Regions from separate parts of the Mus musculus genome. Here region 2 is linked to region 1. A link is a contact called in public promoter capture Hi-C data. All regions are on one chromosome and are shown on one strand. The core of a region is the stretch at or near the end of the contact, and the rest is flanking DNA. Distances in the headings are between cores, read along the strand shown. Region 1 holds the start of Shprh (SNF2 histone linker PHD RING helicase). Region 2 holds the start of Katna1 (katanin p60 (ATPase-containing) subunit A1).

Region 1 (3,067 bases), core at 49-2,548:
ACAAACCTCTCACTACATCAGAAATAAATGCCTGTCTCACATGTTAGTTGTATTTAACCCCACACCACTGCTCTTTTAATTCCAATGAGCTTGACAATCCCAAAGCGTTAACAAAACTTCGATCGATCCTTATACAGAGGAGGGAAGAACACACACACACACACACACACACACACACACACACTAGTTTTATGGATTAACAGTGTGATTGGCAGGGAGTATCACTATTCAAAGGTTTGGACCAATTGGAATAGGTGTGGCCTTGTTGCAGTAAGTGTGTGACTGCAAGAGCTGCCTGGAAGCCAGTATTCTGCTAGCAGGCTTCAGATGAAGATGTGGAGTTCTAAGCATCTTCTGCACCATGCCTGCCTGGATGCTGCCATGCTCCCACCTTGATGACAATGGACTGAACCTCAGAACCTGTAAGCCAGTGCCAATTAAATGTCATCCTTTATAAGACTTGCCTTGGTCATGGTGTCTATTCACGGGAGTAAAACCCTAACTGAGACAAAGAGTAAAAGCTTAGACAAAGAATAAAGTGGTGTTAGCGATCATGGGACCTAGGCAAATACAGGAGCAAAGGCAAACACGTAGGAGAAAAACATAGACTTGCCATGATAAATTCAAGCCAAGTGGATTAAAAGGCACCACGGTGAAAAGGCAAGACTGTAAACAATACCGTTCCTCCCACAGGGTACCTTAACCAGAAACCAACATCTTCGTTCACCAACCTAGCGCTACCTGCAGCGTCAAAGTGCACACAATGCACAGGAGCCAGGGCGCTTCTGCAGGCGACTGTAATGCTTGAGAGTTTGCCAGCCTAACTTGGCGGCCTCTGCATCCCTCCCAGCTACCTGTCGTCCCACGCACCGCCAGCCTGCAAGGCAAGTTATCCTCGAAGAAGGAGCCGGAGGGACAGCTCGTGACAGGGCCTCAGCACGCAAGCGTGGGCAGCAAGCACCCGTCCCACGCGAGAAGGGCTCGGCCCACGTCCGGGCTGGGGCCGAGCCGCGGGGCCTCGCAGGGCCGATCACTCCGGATCCCGGAGCTGCGCAGGAGCCCTCGGAGTTTCCCTGACGCGCAGAGCCAGCCTCCCTCCGCCGCGACTCTAACCCCAGAGCCCGCACGCACCCTCACCTACCTCAGCCGCTCTGCAGGCACCTGTCGCCGGGCCCGGCCCTCCTCGCAGGCTGCAGATCCCGGGCCCACAGTCGCCACACTCACCTGCGGGAGTTGCGCATGCGCGCTGCACGCTGGGTGAAGCCTGGCACCCAGGCCGGAAGCCGCCAGCGCCAGCTGAGGAGGCCAGCAGGAGCGCTCGCTCCAGGCGAACGCGCAGGACCAGTCGGGACGCTCCGCCCCTCTTTCCGGTGTTGGCTTCAAAAAGCACCTCTGCGCATGTCCCGTCCCTGAGGTCCCGGTAGAAGACGGTTTAAGTCTCGCGGTGGTTGTGCCTCTCTCTTTTCCCCGCCTCCCGTGGCTTTAGCAAATGCAGGATGGGCGGGGCCCGAAAGAAGGGGCGGGACCTCTTGCCAGAGAGGGCGGGGCTCTTTGCCAGAGCGGTAGGCTTGATGTGAGTTGTGGTTTTCATAAAAAGGCAGAAAGTTACATAAAACGGAATTCACGATGCTGAGCAATTATAATACCCAAACAAATATACAATTAATCCACTAAACCAAAAGAATTCGATCTGCTAAGGAAAAAAAAAAAAAAAAAAAAAAAAGGCAGAGACGATGTCTTCAAAAGGAACTGAGAAAAATGAAGCCAGAGAGAAATTTATTCTTGCCAAGAAAATTACTAAGGCTTTAAATGTTTAAACGTTTTAAGAGAAAAAAAATTATACAGCTATGCTGAAGCAGGCCTCCCAGTATCTTTTCCAAAGGGAGAATTCTATCTTCAGTAGACATAAAAGTCTCTCCTCTGAGGATTTCAATAGTGTGTTTACCAAGTGCTTTGTATGTCCTTCGAATTTTTTTCTGTGGAGTAATTTTTTTTTTTGTTTGTTTGTTTGGTTGTTTTGTAATCACCAGAGCTAATTCCAGGGGAGGAAAAGGTTCGCTTGTTATTTGGCTTTCTGGAAATTCCCTGTTGTGAGACATCTGTTCATGAAAATACTGTGTCTTACCACCTAGTAGATGGTAAATAATCTAATGATAGTACAGACAGGAGAACCGACTTATTGGACACACTCAGATCTTACACGTGAATCCCCACTTTTCATATAACTCAGCTGCCTTGTTTGGAAACAATACAGGTGTGTTGTATCATGTCTAAGCTAGGCTTGGATCCAGTCCATAGTGATAAATATTGCAATTAAGAAAATTTTAATTTTTTTTTCTGGTTTCTGTGTTGTGGTCCAGTAAGTATACATCATGTCTAAACAGAGTATAAATATCAAAATGTTTAAATATTTTGACTGAATTCTCAGCACAGTACCTTTCTCTTGATAGAGGATTTGCTTTGAAGCTGATGGCTGCTCAGTCAAGCTCCTGGCTGGCAGAAGAGGAGGCACCTATAGAAACGTGTTAAAAATAAACACAAGTTCTGGTTTGCAAAGAAAGAGATCACTACTCTATCCGACAAGGCTGAGCCACACAATATGGGTGCTCAGAGCTGAACTCAGATCTTGTGCAAGAGAAGAGTGATCTCATAACCTCTGAGCTCACTCTCCGCTATCTCCCTAGAATGTATTTCTTAAACAAAAAGATGTAACAACCAAAGTGACTCCTTGCTCCATGGCCATGAAAAGAATATCAATCTCACTAGACACCTGCACTGAAGCTTTGGGGTAACTAGGTACATTAACCTAGAAGCAATAATTTGAAAATAATGTATATATTTTTAATTTTCTGAGCAGTGTATCTCAACAATGAGCTCAAAATATTCGGTGAAAACACTTATTAAGCAGATAATCTGCCATCAAGGGGGACGTGCAATACACTTTTTAAGAGCCACAGAACCTTTACAGCTTTAGTATTTACCTCCAACCTAAAGTCAACAGTTGAATTATTTCCCCAGAAGAAAGTCATCCTGTAATTAAAGTTTAAAGCCACTCACCGATTTCTCC
Region 2 (2,902 bases), core at 21-2,520, 3.4 Mb after region 1:
TAGGCTACAAAGGACACTGTCTATAAATAAATAAACAAATAAGGGCTGGCAACAGTTACAAGCCTAGCCTACACGCAGTACAAGGCAGAGGCAAAAGGATCCGGAGTTAAGGACCAGCTCTGGCTACAAGAGACACTGAAGAAAGAGGAGAGGGAGAGGAGAGAGAAGAAGAGAAAGAGAAAGAGAAAGAGAAAGAGAAAGAGAAAGAGAAAGAGAGAGAGAGAGAGAGAGAGAGAGAGAGAGAGAGAGAGAGAGAGAGAAAGAGAAAGAGAAGAAAGAGAAAGAGAAAGAGAGGAAAGGAAAGAAAAGAAAGAGGAGAGGAGGGGGAGGGGAGGGGGAGGGAGAGAGGAGAGGGAGAGGAGAGGGAGAAGAGAGGGAGAAGAGAGGGAGAAGAAAAGAGAAGAGAAAAAAGAGAAAGAAGAAAGGAAAGGAAAGAAAGAAAGACAAGTTTTCGTTTGTATGCCACTGAACCCACATACTGAATGAAACAAATGCTTCCTGGGATAAATTTTCTCCACAGCGCCAAATCAAAAAAGCCAAAAGCTTTCATGAGAACACTAGGCTCTCAGATTAAGAAACTAACCCCAAGAGTGGCGTGGTTGCACACACCTTTAATCCCAGCGCCAGGAGGTAAAGGAAGGCTAGTCGGGTCTACAGAGCGAGATCCAGAACAGCCAGGGAGAGAGAGAAAGAACGTCAATATTATCACCTTTAAAAGCAACAAAAACAAAACAACAAACGCCGGTGAGGGGGCTCAGCAGGTAGAGGCATTTGCCCAGCATGCCGGGCTACCCGAGTTCAACTCTGGGACCCTCGTAAAGGCGGATGGAGGGAAGCGACCCCAGAGAGTTGTCCTCTGACCTCCACTCACGCGCCCACATCTACACCATACTCAACAATAGCAATAAATCTAAAACTAAAAACAAAGGCCAACACAAAGGAGAAACAACAGAAAGAAGTAAGCCACCAGAAAGCAGTACAACTCCAACCTAACAAACTGTACGAAAAGAAGCTGAACCCCAACCTCCAGGCTCTGGGGATTTTACAAGGCGGAAGTTTCGGGATGGGGGCGTGAAAGCTTCGAACGCGTTCCCTGGTCGGGTGTCGCGGGGGCGGAACAGGGAGCCTGGAGGCCCGAGCACTCACCTAGCGCAGCCCAGGCTACCCGCCGCAGCTCCGGGTCGGGACCAAGTTGAAATGAAACCGGGAAAGCCCCTCTTAAAAGGATAGTTCCCGCACCGGCGGGGACACGCCCCGGAAGTGCGTGCTCTACGGGCGTGCGCGCGCAGGCGGAACCTGCGGAGGGGCGTGGCCGAGCTCGGGGTGCTTCTGCGCACTGTGCGCCGCGGCTAGGAAATGGGAGTAGGCGTGGGGAAGGAAAGTAGGCGGGGCGAAGGACTTGGCAATACCCCGCCTACTTCAGTACTTACTCTGTGGACCATTATCTCTTCCCAGGGCTTCTTCACTCTGCCTTAGCAGGAGATTTACACTAAGCTGCTCTGAGGTTAGGAGGTCAGGGGCTCTCTTACAGGTGAGTGTCAGTGCTCAAGCAATTCGTTTATGACAAATCTTGCTTTAGAGCCCGGTACTTAGGATTATGAAGCCTGGGACCCATGTGTCAGGGTAACGCGAATACTCTCAAGACATGCTAAGGGGTGAGATTTTATTTCCAATTCCAGGTGATCCATCACCCTCTTCCTATATCACAAAACACAGGGCACAAACTGGTACACATACATGCATGCAGGCAAGCCACTGCATATATGAAATAATGTTTTACAGGGTTTAAAGTCTTCTAAATTTTTCACCAAAAATAGAAAATATATTTTCTGCTCTAGTAGATGTGAACGTTAGTGTCACAGAGCACAGAAAACTATAATCAGCACATCAGCAAGAATAAAAAAGACCACTTAGAGAGATATAGATCAATTACTCCAAGAGATGGATTTATAATCTATACAAATGCAAAGGCCTGTTAATTTATAAAACCGGATTATAATTTAAAAGCTTCTCAAAGGTGCAAAATGAATGTATATGGTATACTTAAATATATAGGAAATCCTAGAACCTACAGGATGAATCTGTAGTAACTAATCAGAAGTATCCGGGTGGGAGTTAGTTAGGAGTTGGGAATGATGTTCTGTAGTGGAGATGTCTTCCCAGGTGTACAGTTTTACACATGAAATGAAAGTTGTAATTTGAGTTTATGTAAATTATACCTCAGTGATGTTTTGTTGTTGTTTTTTCCTTGGATATTTTCTTTTCTTTTAAGAATTATTTATTATATGTATATGAGTACACTGTAACTGTCTTCTGACACACCAGAAGAGAGCATCAGATCCCATTACAGGTGGTTGTGAGCCACCATGTGGTTGCTGGGAATTGAACTCAAGGTCTCTGGAAGAGCAGTCGGTGCTCTTAACCGCTGAGCCATCCAGATATTTTCTTTACTTACAATTCAAATGTTATCCCCTTTCCCACCCTGGCCCCCAGGAAACCCCCTATCCCATCCTCCCTCCCCCTGCTTCTATGAGGATGTTCCTCCACCCATCCACCTACTCCCACATACCTGTTTGTTGCTGTTTCAAGACAAAGTCTCACTCTATAACCTCTCCTAGCCTGGAACTTATCACATACCCCAGGTTGACCTCAGACTCATAGTTTCTCTGCTCTTAAGAGTCCCCATTACAGCCATGGGCTTCTGTGCCTGGCGTCAGTGAAAATGTTTGAAATAGAAAGACAAACCCCCAAAAGGTGACTTACAGTGTGTGGTGGTTTGAATATGTTTGGCCCAGGAAAGTGGTACTGTTAGGAGACATAGCCTTATTGGAGTAGGTGTGGCCTTGTTGGAGGAAATGTGCCACTGTGGGGATGGGCTTTGAGACACTCCTCCTAGCTACCT

What was found. Promoter capture Hi-C pulls out the DNA fragments that hold promoters and counts their contacts.
Region 2: a promoter capture Hi-C map of pre-B cells shows a contact between it and region 1. The contact joins the promoter of Katna1 here to the promoter of Shprh in region 1. A contact is called at or near these places in 2 of 39 promoter capture datasets (cranial neural crest and pre-B cells).

Annotation. Positions count from the first base shown.
Region 1 is chr10:11,147,661-11,150,727 of GRCm38.p6, reverse strand. It overlaps Shprh (SNF2 histone linker PHD RING helicase), which reads right to left and starts at 1,298. Exons shown (of 30, transcript NM_001077707.1): 1 at 1,142-1,298.
Region 2 is chr10:7,724,368-7,727,269 of GRCm38.p6, reverse strand. It overlaps Katna1 (katanin p60 (ATPase-containing) subunit A1), which reads right to left and starts at 1,270. Exons shown (of 11, transcript NM_011835.2): 1 at 1,147-1,270.